Regions from separate parts of the Mus musculus genome. Here all the other regions are linked to region 1. A link is a contact called in public HiChIP or PLAC-seq data. All regions are on one chromosome and are shown on one strand. The core of a region is the stretch at or near the end of the contact, and the rest is flanking DNA. Distances in the headings are between cores, read along the strand shown.

Region 1 (4,047 bases), core at 572-3,071:
TCCACTAACCTCCAACCTTACTCCAGATCTCCCCAGAGCATCTTGCTCTGCGGAGCAGGTGCCTTAGCACCACACTTGCTGGGTACCCTCCAGGTCAACAGAACTCAGTGGCCTAAAGGTTCTCTCAGCCTAGAGCAGCCCTAGTCTCCCCTAGCGCAGGAGAACCCCTAACCATTCATTTCTTCTGAAAACCCTGTGGGACTGAAAAGCCGCCGTTGAGACCCTTAAATTCTGCAGCGTTCTCATGAGTCTCTCCCATTTAATCCTCAGACTCTTCCTATGAACTAGGTAAGACCTGGTGTTCCTCACAGGCAAAGACTCTCAGACTAGAAACTGAAATTACTCAGGTCTGGGGTTGCAGAAGAGACACAGACCCCAAGACACGTGCTTTCACTCTCACAAAGTGAGAGGAACCCCTGGGGACACAGCTCAGGACTGTCCCCAAGGGTAGGACCGTCGTCATTCAGACACCCTGAGCCAACCCTGGTGGGCACTGGCTGAGCTCCCGGCAGACTCCAGAACCGCTGTAGCCTCTGTAGCAGGATCCATGCAAGGCAGCAAAGCCCACACCCACACCCAGAGTGTGTCCCAGGGCTGAGTTGCCACGGCATTTGATATATTTGAAAAGAAGGGGTCTTTAGGAATAGCCCTATGACCCTTGGTACCCCTTCCCTGGCCTGCTTAGGAAATGACATCTTGTTTCTCTCTCTAGTCACCTCACTCCTCCTTCCAATCAGTGCCTGTCATCAGTCTGCTCAGAGAGTATACAAGGCACAAGCTTGGGGTCATACCAGGTAACCTAAGAGTTTCTGTCTTTTAAGATTTATTTATTTATTATATGTAAGTATACTGTAGCTGTCTTCAGACACTCCAGAAGAGGGCGTCAGATCTTGTTACAGATGGTTGTGAGCCACCATGTGGTTGCTGGGATTTGAACTCCAGACCTTCGGAAGAGCAGTCGGGTGCTCTTACCCACTGAGCCATCTCACCAGCCTGAGTTTCTGTCTTTAGAACCAATCCAGTCACCTTTGGGCTGCCTTGAAGAGGCAAGGGCCCACCCTGAGCACTGCTGGGGGTGGCTTCTGGACTTTTCCTCCCATCCTGTCAGGTTGTTTTCCTAATAGAGATTCACCTTGCCCAGTTAATGAGTCCTAGGCCAAAGAGGGAGTGGAGGCTGACTTTGGGAAATGTCTAGGTCTGACCACCCGCCTCAAAAATGACTCCCAGAAGAATCTGGGCAGGGGGTGGGAAGGAGGGAAGGAATCTACTCCTTGGGGCTGCTTCAGGAAGCACACACCAATGCATCCTTAGTTTGTCTTTAGGGATGCTGGGAAGAGTCTCAGGATGATGGGGGAAGAGGCCAGGAGCATGCATTTAAGCACTGTTCATACCCTGGCCTGACTAATGGTGATCTGAGGTCTGGCTCTGACACCAGGGAAGTTGTTATTGCTGGAAGGAACAAGCCAGTGTTCATCGTGGGACGATTGATCCTGATTGAGGGGAGTGCAGAACAACTTTGACATCCCATCTACTGATTGGCTTGCTGTTCCTGGCCCTTTGAAAACATCTTAGTTACTTCTGTCATGAGCCTTGAAGCCCTGAAGGTATGTGCTAGCTCTAATACATATGAGCCTTAGATGGTTAGCATGCTGTGTGCAGGACGGATGGAGGTAAAGGCTGTAAGGGCCATCTGCGGTGATACTGTCACCCAGTGACTGTCAGGGTTGATGGGTCTGATCTAGCTGCCTGGAAATGGCTCCCCTTCCTGCCTCACTCCTCCTCATATTTCTTTCCCAACACTGGGGAGCCATTGTGCAAGGCAGGCACAGTCAGGGGCCACTCCTCTCCTTTGTCAGTTGAAACTTTATGGTGCAAATTGAGCAAGCATAGAGGCATTCCTGTCCCTAAAAGAGCCTGCTTAGGAATGGGCTAACCCCTATATGAATAGCCACCCTGAATGAAACCACATTCTATCTTTGTTCAGGGAGAGTGTTGCTTTGAAAAATGACGCCCTTGCTCTCCTCACCTGCTGCAGGTGATAAATTCCATTCCGTGTGTGTGTGTGTGTGTGTGTGTGTGTGTGTGTGTGTGTGTGTGTTCCCTGTGTTTACGGTCGCTTTGCAACCATCAGGATTCAAATCCATTGTGTTCATTGATAAAGGTATACAAGGTGACTTCACTCTCCTACTAGAACCTCCAAAAAGAGGCAGTAGGGTAGACAAGGTACAAAATGGAAATAGAGATGCCAGAAGTCTTATTTTTTTAGTTATTGGGGGAAGTGGACTACGCATGTCAAGGTCAGCGGATACCTGAGGGTCAGTTCCCTCCCTCTATCTTTACACGGCTTCCTGAGATAGAACTCAGGTTGCTAGCCTTGCAAGGCAAGCCCCTCTAGCCACTGTGCCGTCTCCATGTCTTGCTAGGCTTTTTATTTTGCTTTTAGTTACCCATGAGACATCCAAGGGTCCAAGTATGTATGAGACCAGTGCCTTCAGCAACAGCAGCTTCTAGGTTTCTATGGCAGACACACACACACACACACACACACACACACACACACACACACACATACACACAGATACACACACACATACACACAGATACATACACACAGATATACACACATACACACACACACATAAACACACACATACATACACACACACACACACACACATATTCTTCAGTCTCCTGTCTAGGTCAGATTTCCAGCACAAACAATACTGTCACCAGAGTTGGCTGTTGACATGGTTATTTCTACTACACTGTAAATGTTTGCAAAGGGCTATGGGAAGAATTTACATATATATACACATACATACATACATACATACACACACACACACATATATATATACATATACAAACACACACACATATATATATATATGTAAATGAATGAATGAGGCACAAGCCTTTGCATATGTGGTTCCCGTTCTGAGTGTGGCTGGTCTCAGATCTGAGATGTTAGTAGTAAAGGCATCCCTTAAGCTACTGATCTTGAGATGTTGCAAGAAACTGTTAAATTTGCTTCCTGGTTCTCTGAACACAGTGAGGTGTAACCTAACTTGTGAGAACAGAGTACAACACATTCCTGTGATAGGTCATAGACTCTCAGCCAATCAAAAGCAGCCAACTGTTCAAACCTTGTTCAAAAAAGGAACTCTCCAGCTGTTACTAATCTAGCTGTCTCAGGGTCCTGGATTTCACATTTGCAACTCACTTCCTGTTCTCTGGCTATAAATATAACCTGCCATTCTGGGGCTGGCCTAGCCTGTGTGTGATGGTTTGTATATGCATGGCCCAGGGAATGGCACTATTAGGTGTGATCCTGTTGGAGTAGGTGTGTCACTGTGGGTGTGGAAGCCAGTATTCTGCTAGCAGCCTTCAGATGAAGATGTAGAACTCTCAGCTCTGTCTGCACCATGCCTGCTTGGATGCTGCCATGCTCCTGCCTTGATGATAATGGACTGAACCCAATTAAATGTTGTCCTTTATGAGACTTGCATTGGAAAAAAAAAAAAAAAAGCCAGACGTGGTGGTGCACGCCTTTAATCCTAGCACTGGGGAGGCAGAGGCAGGTGAATTTCTGAGTTCGAGGCCAGCTTGGTCTACAAAGTGAGTTCCAGGACAGCCAGGGCTATACAGAGAAACCCTGTCTCGAAAAAAAAAAAAAAGAGAGAGTTGCCTTGGTGATTGTGTCTGTTTACAGCAGTAAACACCAACTAAGACACTGTAAGACCCTGGAGAGAGGTTTGGGGAGGAGACAGTTTGCCCATCAGAGTGAGGCTCTTTGCTCTAGGCAGCTGCTCAGTTCTAGAATCACAAATAAAGTCAGTAAAGATGTGCAACAGAGCCGGGCATGGTGGCGCATGCCTTTAATCCCAGCACTCGGGAGGCAGAGGCAGGTGGATTTCTGAGTTCGAGGCCAGCCTAGTCTTCAAAGTGAGCTCCAGGACAGCCAGGGCTACACAGAGAAACCCTGTCTCGAAAAACCAAACAAACAAACAAACAAAAAAAAGATGTGCAACAGTGGGTAATCGGGTG
Region 2 (4,047 bases), core at 1,044-3,543, 230 kb after region 1:
AGTGTCTTCTCCACAGATATCTCTGTTTGGGCTATGACATGGGAGAAGACATGAGCAACAGTCCTAGTCCTAGTCCACCTCTAGGAAGCACTGGGACTCACATCCATGTCCTAACTGGTGTATCGGACATCTGTAGTGCACTCTCTATGTATGTATTATATATATCCCTCACCAGGACATGTGTAAAACATCTAGGAAAAAATACTAGACTGACCATAGAGGCCCTTTCTGGTGATGTTGTGAAAGCACGAAGGAGGGAAGGATCCAATGGAAGAACAGGGTTGGGCTGGAGAGATGGCTCAGTGGTTAAGAGTACTGACTGCTCTTCTGGAGGTCCTGAGTTCAAATCCCAGCAACCACATGGTGACTCACTACTATCTGTAATGAGATTGGATGCCCTCTTCTGGTGTGTCTGAAAACAGTGTACTTACATATAATAAATAAGTAAATCTTAAAAAACAAAACAAAAACAAAAACAGGGTCCTACACAGAGACTAAGAACAGGCAGGGCAAACCAAAACCAAAGTAACCTTTCAATAAAGAGCCATCCTTTCCCTTTCTTCCTTGGCACACATCACTAATAAGAGGTGTGGCTTTTACCAATGACAGTTCTTCAAGAAAGACACACAACAGCTGGAGAGATGACTCAGTGGTGAAGAGCATATACTGTTCTTCCAGAAGGCCTGAGTTTGGTTCCCAGCCCCATGTCAGGTGCTCCAGGGGGACCTGTCACCTCTGGCCACCTGTACTCGCATGCACTTATGCCCACTTTGATAGAAAACAAATCTCAAATAATTTTTAAAAACTAAGCATATAGACCTCTGGAATAGCAATAAAGCCAGAAGCTGAAACTTCCTAGTTCTTTTTATTTATTTTTTTTTAAGATTTATTTATTTTGTGTGAGTACACTGTAGCTATTTTCAGACAGACCAGAAGAGGGCATCAAATCGAATTATAGATGGTTGTGAGCCACCTTGTGGTTGCTGAAATTTGAACTCAGGACCTTTAGAAGAGCAGTCAGTGCTCTTATGCTCTAAGCCATCTCGCCAGCCCAGATAATGACTTTTGAATAGAACATGGATAGCTCAAAAGTAAGAGCAAGAACGGCTAAAGGGACCGAAGGACATTAGAAAGCTTATGGAAAAGTGGAGAGAGGTAGGAAGAGGAAGGAACCTCCGCCGTACACCCATCTGACAGGAGAGCGATTCCTAGAACACAGGAGAACAGAACGGACAACAGCTCAATCAGCAAGCAGGCGACAGACCGAACAGACACTGTCAAGCCAAGAACTCTGCATGGCAAAAGTATGTGAAAGAATGTTCAGCATCAGAAGAATGAATAGCCATCACAACCACGCCGACGTTGTTACCCCCTCGCCAGGTACGATGGCTTTCAGCCACACCGAGACTGTTACCCCCCTCGCCAGGTACAATGGCTTTTGCCACTAAATATGTTACGTTGTGGATCAAATATTAAGAACTCTTTAAACATACAACCAGGAATGGTTCCCTAGAAACCACCCAGTTTACTGGATGTTCTAGGAAAAAGTGTGCTGACCCTCCAAAGGGCTGAGTTCAAGTCAAGACACATCGGTTTCTGCTTCTCATTAGCAACTGCAATAAATTAGTCATCCTTCCACATCAATGCTGAAGCCCATGACGATGCTCCTAGTTTCATCTTTAGTCAGGCTACAAAATCTAACACCTGGAGCAGATTAGGCCATCGGGGAGCACAAGGCTGTTACTCATGAGATCAGGGTGTCAGAGCTGGCCCGGCTTTGATACCTTGTGACTGCTCTTTGTGGTGCTGTGCGTCAGCCAATTAAACAAGAAACAAAACGAAACCTGCTATGACAATTTGTCTCATGAAGATGCAGAGCACATTAAGGGCTTGTACAAACAAGAGCCAGAAATGCGAAGATTCTGTACCTAACAGGAGCCCTATAGCCTGGAACAGAAGTAGCGCTATGTAAATATCTATCTCATTTCTTAACGACAGATGGAAAATGCACTTAATAATTGCGCCTGAGTTACTAGAGAGAAATCAGCCATGTCAGGCTAAGTGCTTGCCAATGCGGATCATTCACACACTCTTCTGGCATGTGCACACGCCCGGACATGTGGTGCCGGCCTGCGCCCTCCAGAACTCGTCCTCAGAACCATCCTGGTTTACCTCACTCTACTAGGGGAGATTTGTCATGTTGTCAAACAGCTGAATGTACTGTTTAGCTCCGCAAATCTCAACAGGGTCTGAGAATGAAGCAATGGCCTACACCGTGAACTCCCATGGGGAAAACCACTCTTAAATCACAAAGGCAGGCGCTGCTCCACCCGCCCAGGATCACGAAGGGAGCAGCTTGCTGACTCACTCACTCTTTGGCAGGTACTCGGCATCGCTCTCGTTCCCACTGGTTTCACCTGGAAAAAGGGAAGAGAGGAGAGCTTCCGTTGGTATTGTCTCCTAGTGGGAAGCAGGAGGATGAGAACAATGGGAAACTGCCACAGTCAGCCCCCCCAACCCCCAAGAGGGATGGAGGTGGAGTTAGCAAAGGTCAAATTAGCAGAGCAGTTGAAAAAGAACAGCTCTGCGGGATCTGAAACACAGCACTGAATCCTACATTCAAGATGAAGTTTCCATTTTTGCTCTAAGTGTGAGTGTGTGAGATTATTTATAAATTAACCATAGTAAGATATTAGTAACTTAGGTCAAAATACAGCAGTTATAACACAACCCAAATGAGAGTTCTGTGACCGCGACTCTCTCTTCCCATACTTTGACAGTGTACTGGGGTGATTTGGGACCAACAGGTATGTCTTGACATGAAGTGAGGGAATGGAGCAGGCTCTGTATGATGCAGTAAGCTGCGACCAAAGGGAGGCCTGAACAGAAGCACTGTGACCCAGGGAAGCTGCCTGCCTGGCTACTGACAGGTGGGCGCCACACAGGAGAGCTACACAGAGACCTGGTTCACAGCCTGGGAAGGAGAGGGCAGATGACAACTCCACCACCTGCCACCACAGTGACACCCCACCCCCCCACACACACCTCAAGCTTGTCAACTCTGAAGACAGGGGCTACACTCTTCACAAGGGAGTGTTGGGGTGTGTGTGTGTGTGTCTGTGTGTGTGTACAAACCATTAAACATAGGGGCTTTGTACCCTGGCTACCAATGAAGTATTCTATACCATAATTCTAAAGATATAATTTGCCAAAAGATAACAAATAAAAAATATTTTTAAAAATGGCAAGGGACTGAAGGACTCAGGAAGAGCACTGCCCTTCTGTAGAGTGTGTGTAGACAGACCCTCTAATGGGATTTTAAATAAGTCAATTAAACACTTCACTGGGTACAAAGGTTCACGCCCTTGACCCCAGCACCTGGGATCAACCAGGTCAACCAGGTCTACACAGAGTTCCAGGCCAGGCAAGGAGCTCTTCCTTATGTATAGTGAGGCTCATTCTCAAAAAAAGACAAAGGCTGGTGAGCTAAATCCCAGGACCATGTGGATCACTGTTTGCTCTCAATTGTCCTCTAACGTCCAAATCCACACCACACCACCAATGCACCACCACCCACAACCCAATGAGTAAATAAGATATAATTCAGTCTTTTTAGAAAATTCTAGAATAAATCTAAAAAAATTAAATCAAACTAGAAACTGCAAAAGAAAAGAAAAATCTTTAAATGTATCAAGAAAATCAGAGCCTAATATTTGTAAATTTAAAACACGTATAAATTTGATTATATAGCATTTTGAAATTCAGTCAGGCCTGGTGGCCACACCTGAAACCTAGGCCATGAGAGGCTGACATGGAGGATCAGGGGTTTAATGCCAGCTTCACGTATACAGAGTGGGTTTTAAGATAACCTGGCCTACATGACCTGCTTCAAAAGCAAGAGAGAAAAAAATGAAATTTTCTATCTAATTAAAAAAAGAGTTTAGGGCTGGTGAGATGGCTCAGCAGGTAAGAGCACTGACTGCTCTTCCGAAGGTCATGAGTTCAAATCCCAGCAACCACGTGGTGGCTCACAACCATCCATAATGA
Region 3 (4,047 bases), core at 837-3,336, 170 kb after region 1:
CGAGCAGTACAGTAAGGAACTAGCAAGGCAGTAAGCAAATTCTTGTGATTACTCCTGTGATAGATGTTTCCAAGGACTCGTCAGATGACCAAAATACCTGAGTCTACTTCCTTGTCCAAGCCCCAAATCCAATTCTTGCCTACTTCTTTTGTTCCACCCCAAGATTAAGATTTCTGCCTGAAGCCCATTTCCTTGTCCTTGACCAACGTCAGATTCCCGCCAAGCAGCACCCAAAGGCTCTCCACAGTGTAGAGGGTAGAAGCTATGTCTGTCATTATGAGATGAGTTCTGAACTCACAACAAGCAGCAGTGGGTACAAAAAGGGGATCTTGTGGCATGTTTGAAGTAAGTGAATGTTACCTAGTGACCACTTGGCTAGAAATGGATGAGAGAGGGGTCAAAGACAATAACTGAATCTGAGAATCTGCAGGACATTCAGGTGGAAGTGTCACCTGTCGTGACTGAACAAAGGATACAGTGTGTCATTGACACTGCGGGAATGGATGGCAGATTAGCTGACCCAAGACAGAGCTTTAGGGAACCACACCACTCAAGAAGCCAGTCAATGAGAAGTGGCCTATAAAAGCCCATAGACTGGTAGAACAAGTGGGAAGAGCATTAAAACACGCTAGAGAGCAATCAACACTGCACAGGATGTACAAAGCCATGGCAGCTCACAGGAAGATCACCACTTAAGATGGCTGAGTCTCTGTTAGATCAACTGTAAAAGTTGGCTGAACTAAAAGGTCTCTGAAGTACTCTTTGTCTCTGAGCATCTCAGTCTATTCAAATTTTAACCTGTGCTCGTTCATGTGATAGATGCCATAACACACAGGGCACAAGCTCTTCTCTAGGAGTCTAGACTGACTCATGTGTACACCCACACACAAGCAAACACAAACACAGCACGTACACATGCACAGGCTACGCACACATGCATGTACACAGGTACACACACACAGAGGGAACAAATGAGTGGGTTGCAAATCCAGAGGAGGAGGCAGAGTACTGAACAGTGAGCCTACCATGCTCCATGGAGAAAATGGCTGTGGGATGAGGTGACAGAGCAGGGGAGTGAAGGCATAGGCAAAGGTCTGCTTTTACTTACTGACTGAACTGGATGGCCTTTGCTGGGAACTCGTGAGAAGTCAGGTTTTAGATAGGCAAGATAAAGCCTGTCTATCCAGTAAGCCAGAGAATGGAGAACTATTAGAGACCCTTTGGCCAGATAATATGCCATAGGACACACTTTTTTTTATTCGTGTGTTTGTTGGTCCTAGGGATGAGCCTTTCATATGCTGATCACATCTTCTGCTCAGCTATGGAATATATATGGAATATACTTTCAGTTTTATTATTATTATTGGATGAAGATATTTAGGGGGAAAATATCTCATTCTGAAGCCCAGGCTGGCCTTGACTTGAGAGTACTCAAGGAGGCTGACTCCTTCCCCAGTGCTGGGATTACAGGAAAGTACCACCATTCCTGGATGATATCGTTCTACAGTGTTGGTGACTGAGTCCAGGGCCTTGTGTATGCCAAGCAATGCTCAATCGCTGAGCAACATGCCTGTCATAGATTTTGTTTTGTTTTTGCTTTGCTTTTAGACAAACAGGGTCTCATATAGCCTGAGCTGGCCTTGAACTCTTGATCTCCTTGCCTTCCTGTCTCAAACTCAAAGATTACAGACACTCAGCTACACTTTTTTTTTTTTTTTTTTTTCCTTCTTGAGACAAAGTCCTGGCTGTGCAGGAGTTCACTCATTAGACCAGGCTGGCCTTGATTTTACAGAGATCTCATTGCCTCTGCCTCCCAGATACTGGGATTAAAGATGTTTGCTACCATACCCTATAGAGCACAGTTCACAGATAAGCACTGGAGAAATCAGAACTGTTAAACACAGGCCTCTTTTTCCACCCAAAAGCCTCTGAATGGCCGTGCTAATACCTGGAGATCTTTTACTAGTCTATGAAGCCAGCCTTTACCTGAATCCCCACCCCCCACCCCCCAAAAGCCGAGCAATCCTCTCAGTCAATAGAACCTTTTGTTCATGACAAATCCTTCCTCCCTGGAGCTAGTCAATAGAACCCATTCTTATGGTAAGGTCACAGGTAAGAGCAAACCGGATGGGCTTAGCAGGGGAGTTTGCTTGTAGCCCAGCCTGAAGTTTTATTGTGATAATTTCAAAAGTTCCATTGTGTTTAAATACGCAAGAAAACTGTCTTTAATCCCAGCACTCAGAAGACAAAGGACCTCTGTGAGTTCGAACCAGCCGGGTCTACAAAGTGAGTTCCAGGACAGCCATGGCTGTTACACTGGGAAACTCTATCTTGGGAAAACAACAACAAAGGAGGCTTGGTCAGAAGTTTTCCCCCCAGTAGGGGCTTGACTTCCATTTTTACCTCACAGAGCTTGTTTCCTTCCTGCCAATACGCATGGCTACTACACCACAACTATTTTTAGATATGCATGTCCAATATATATTAGAGGAAGTGTGTAGAGGTCAGAAGACAACTTATGGGAGCTGGTTATTGATAGGTTATTTCTCGGCCACCAGTGAGATGAGCCAATTCAAACCAGATTATACTGAAGGTAGGTTTATTGGGAAGCTGCACATGGACAAATTCCCTGGCCCCAAGGATTAAGCCAGAGGAGTCGCCATGAGGGCCAGAGGAAGAGAAAGAAAAGGCTTGCACCTGCAGAGAGAAGAGGAGGAGGAGGAGGAGGAGGAGGAGGAGGAGGAGGAGGAGGAGGAGGAGGAGGAGGGAAAAGAATGTCTGGATTACATAGGGAAGAGCCTCTTGGGGCTCCAGAGCATCATCCCAGCTCCAGGGCTACATGAAGGAACCGCACAGGGCCACTGTACAGGGCCTTCCCACCGTACAGCTCAGATTAGCTTCTGCTCAGCCCTACCTCCTCGGTTCTTATACTCTCTAACAATAAGCTTCCTGCATTTGTATTTCCACCTCAGAGTTTGTCTCCTGGGGAACGAATCACATAACAATTACAATTTTCATGTAACTTTTCATCTTGCTACTTAACAATTTAACTGTTGAAAAATTTTTATGGTTCATTTACAGCAACATTCCTCAGTAAATTTTGACATCAAGATCTTTCTTGCTGATGGTTGGTTATGTGCTTGTGTGCTTGGTTGCTTAGTGCTGGAAATCAAGTCCAGGGTCCTTGTGCTTGCTGGGACCTCCTAACACTTTGTAGCCTCATCCCCAATAAGAGTGTGGCATCTAAGATCTAATGCCCCTTTGGCAAGACATGTCCGTCTAGTGAGATCTCTGTAGAGGAGCAGCCACAGTCCGTTAGGCGTTCATCATCATGCACACCAGTCAAAAGAAAACAATGAACTGGTGTGAACTATATCTTGGAAGGACGTATCACCCTCGGTTAACAGGATGTATTGCTGGGTACTTCTACAGCACTCACTGGAAAGCCCACAAGTATACTGCAGAGGAAGTCCACACTTGCAACTTTCACATGGTATCATTTAGGGTTAAAGAGGAAGTGTGACATCATTTGGTTTTTATTTTTGTGGTTAGTTTTGGTTTTGAGACAGGGTCATATGTAGACCAGGCTGGCCTTGAATTGGCGATGTAGGCTGGTGAGATGGCTCAGTGGGTAAGAGCACCCGACTGCTCTTCCGAAGGTCCAGAGTTCAAATCCCAGCAATCACGTGGTGGCTCACAACCATCTGTAACAAAATCTGACTCCCTCTTCTGGAGTGTCTGAAGACAGCTACAGTGTATTTACATATAATAATAAATAAATCTTAAAAAAAAAAAAGACTTTAAAAAAAAAAAGGGATGGTGAGATGGCTCAGTGGCTAAGAGCACCCAACTGCTTTTCCAAAGGTCCAGAGTTCAAATCCCAGCAACCACATGGTGGCTCACAACCATCTGTAACAAGATCTGACTCCCTCTTCTGGTGTGTCTGAAGACAGCTACAGTGTACTTACATATAATAATAAATAAATCTTTAAAAAAAAAAAAAAAAAGAATTGGCGATGTAGCTAAGGATGACCCTGAACTTCTTGG

The links. HiChIP or PLAC-seq counts read pairs in DNA pulled down with a chosen protein or histone mark.
Region 2: a contact with region 1 is called in an H3K27ac HiChIP or PLAC-seq map of embryonic stem cells, with 7 read pairs. The contact joins two enhancer-like sites. A contact is called at or near these places in 4 of 115 datasets of contacts at active chromatin or transcription factors (embryonic stem cells and extraembryonic endoderm stem cells) and 1 of 9 other capture datasets (liver).
Region 3: an H3K27ac HiChIP or PLAC-seq map of embryonic stem cells shows a contact between it and region 1, with 19 read pairs. The contact joins two enhancer-like sites. A contact is called at or near these places in 3 of 15 datasets of contacts at CTCF or cohesin (CD8 T cells, the NIH/3T3 cell line and embryonic stem cells), 41 of 484 Hi-C or Micro-C datasets (the C3H10T1/2 cell line, the G1E-ER4 cell line, the MPC-11 cell line and 23 more), 20 of 115 datasets of contacts at active chromatin or transcription factors (T-cell acute lymphoblastic leukemia, effector CD8 T cells, embryonic stem cells and 5 more) and 1 of 9 other capture datasets (embryonic stem cells).

What each region holds. Positions count from the first base shown.
Region 1 is chr3:103,377,360-103,381,406 of GRCm38.p6, reverse strand. No RefSeq gene overlaps it. Among named protein-coding and RNA genes, the nearest start is that of Gm25869, 48 kb to the left of the region's middle. Within about 2 kb of position 1,821, at least 135 of the 459 cell types and tissues checked have an H3K27ac peak or open chromatin away from gene starts, as enhancers often do. A contact at or near this core is called in bone marrow-derived macrophages, differentiating embryonic stem cells, embryonic stem cells and 2 more, where this site is marked.
Region 2 is chr3:103,144,882-103,148,928 of GRCm38.p6, reverse strand. Dennd2c (DENN/MADD domain containing 2C) reads right to left here. Exons shown (of 19, transcript NM_001384113.1): 7 at 2,373-2,417. Among named protein-coding and RNA genes, the nearest start is that of Bcas2, 25 kb to the left of the region's middle. Within about 2 kb of position 2,293, at least 51 of the 459 cell types and tissues checked have an H3K27ac peak or open chromatin away from gene starts, as enhancers often do. A contact at or near this core is called in embryonic stem cells, where this site is marked.
Region 3 is chr3:103,206,075-103,210,121 of GRCm38.p6, reverse strand. No RefSeq gene overlaps it. Among named protein-coding and RNA genes, the nearest start is that of Gm40113, 11 kb to the right of the region's middle. Within about 2 kb of position 2,086, at least 32 of the 459 cell types and tissues checked have an H3K27ac peak or open chromatin away from gene starts, as enhancers often do. A contact at or near this core is called in bone marrow-derived macrophages, differentiating embryonic stem cells, embryonic stem cells and 2 more, where this site is marked.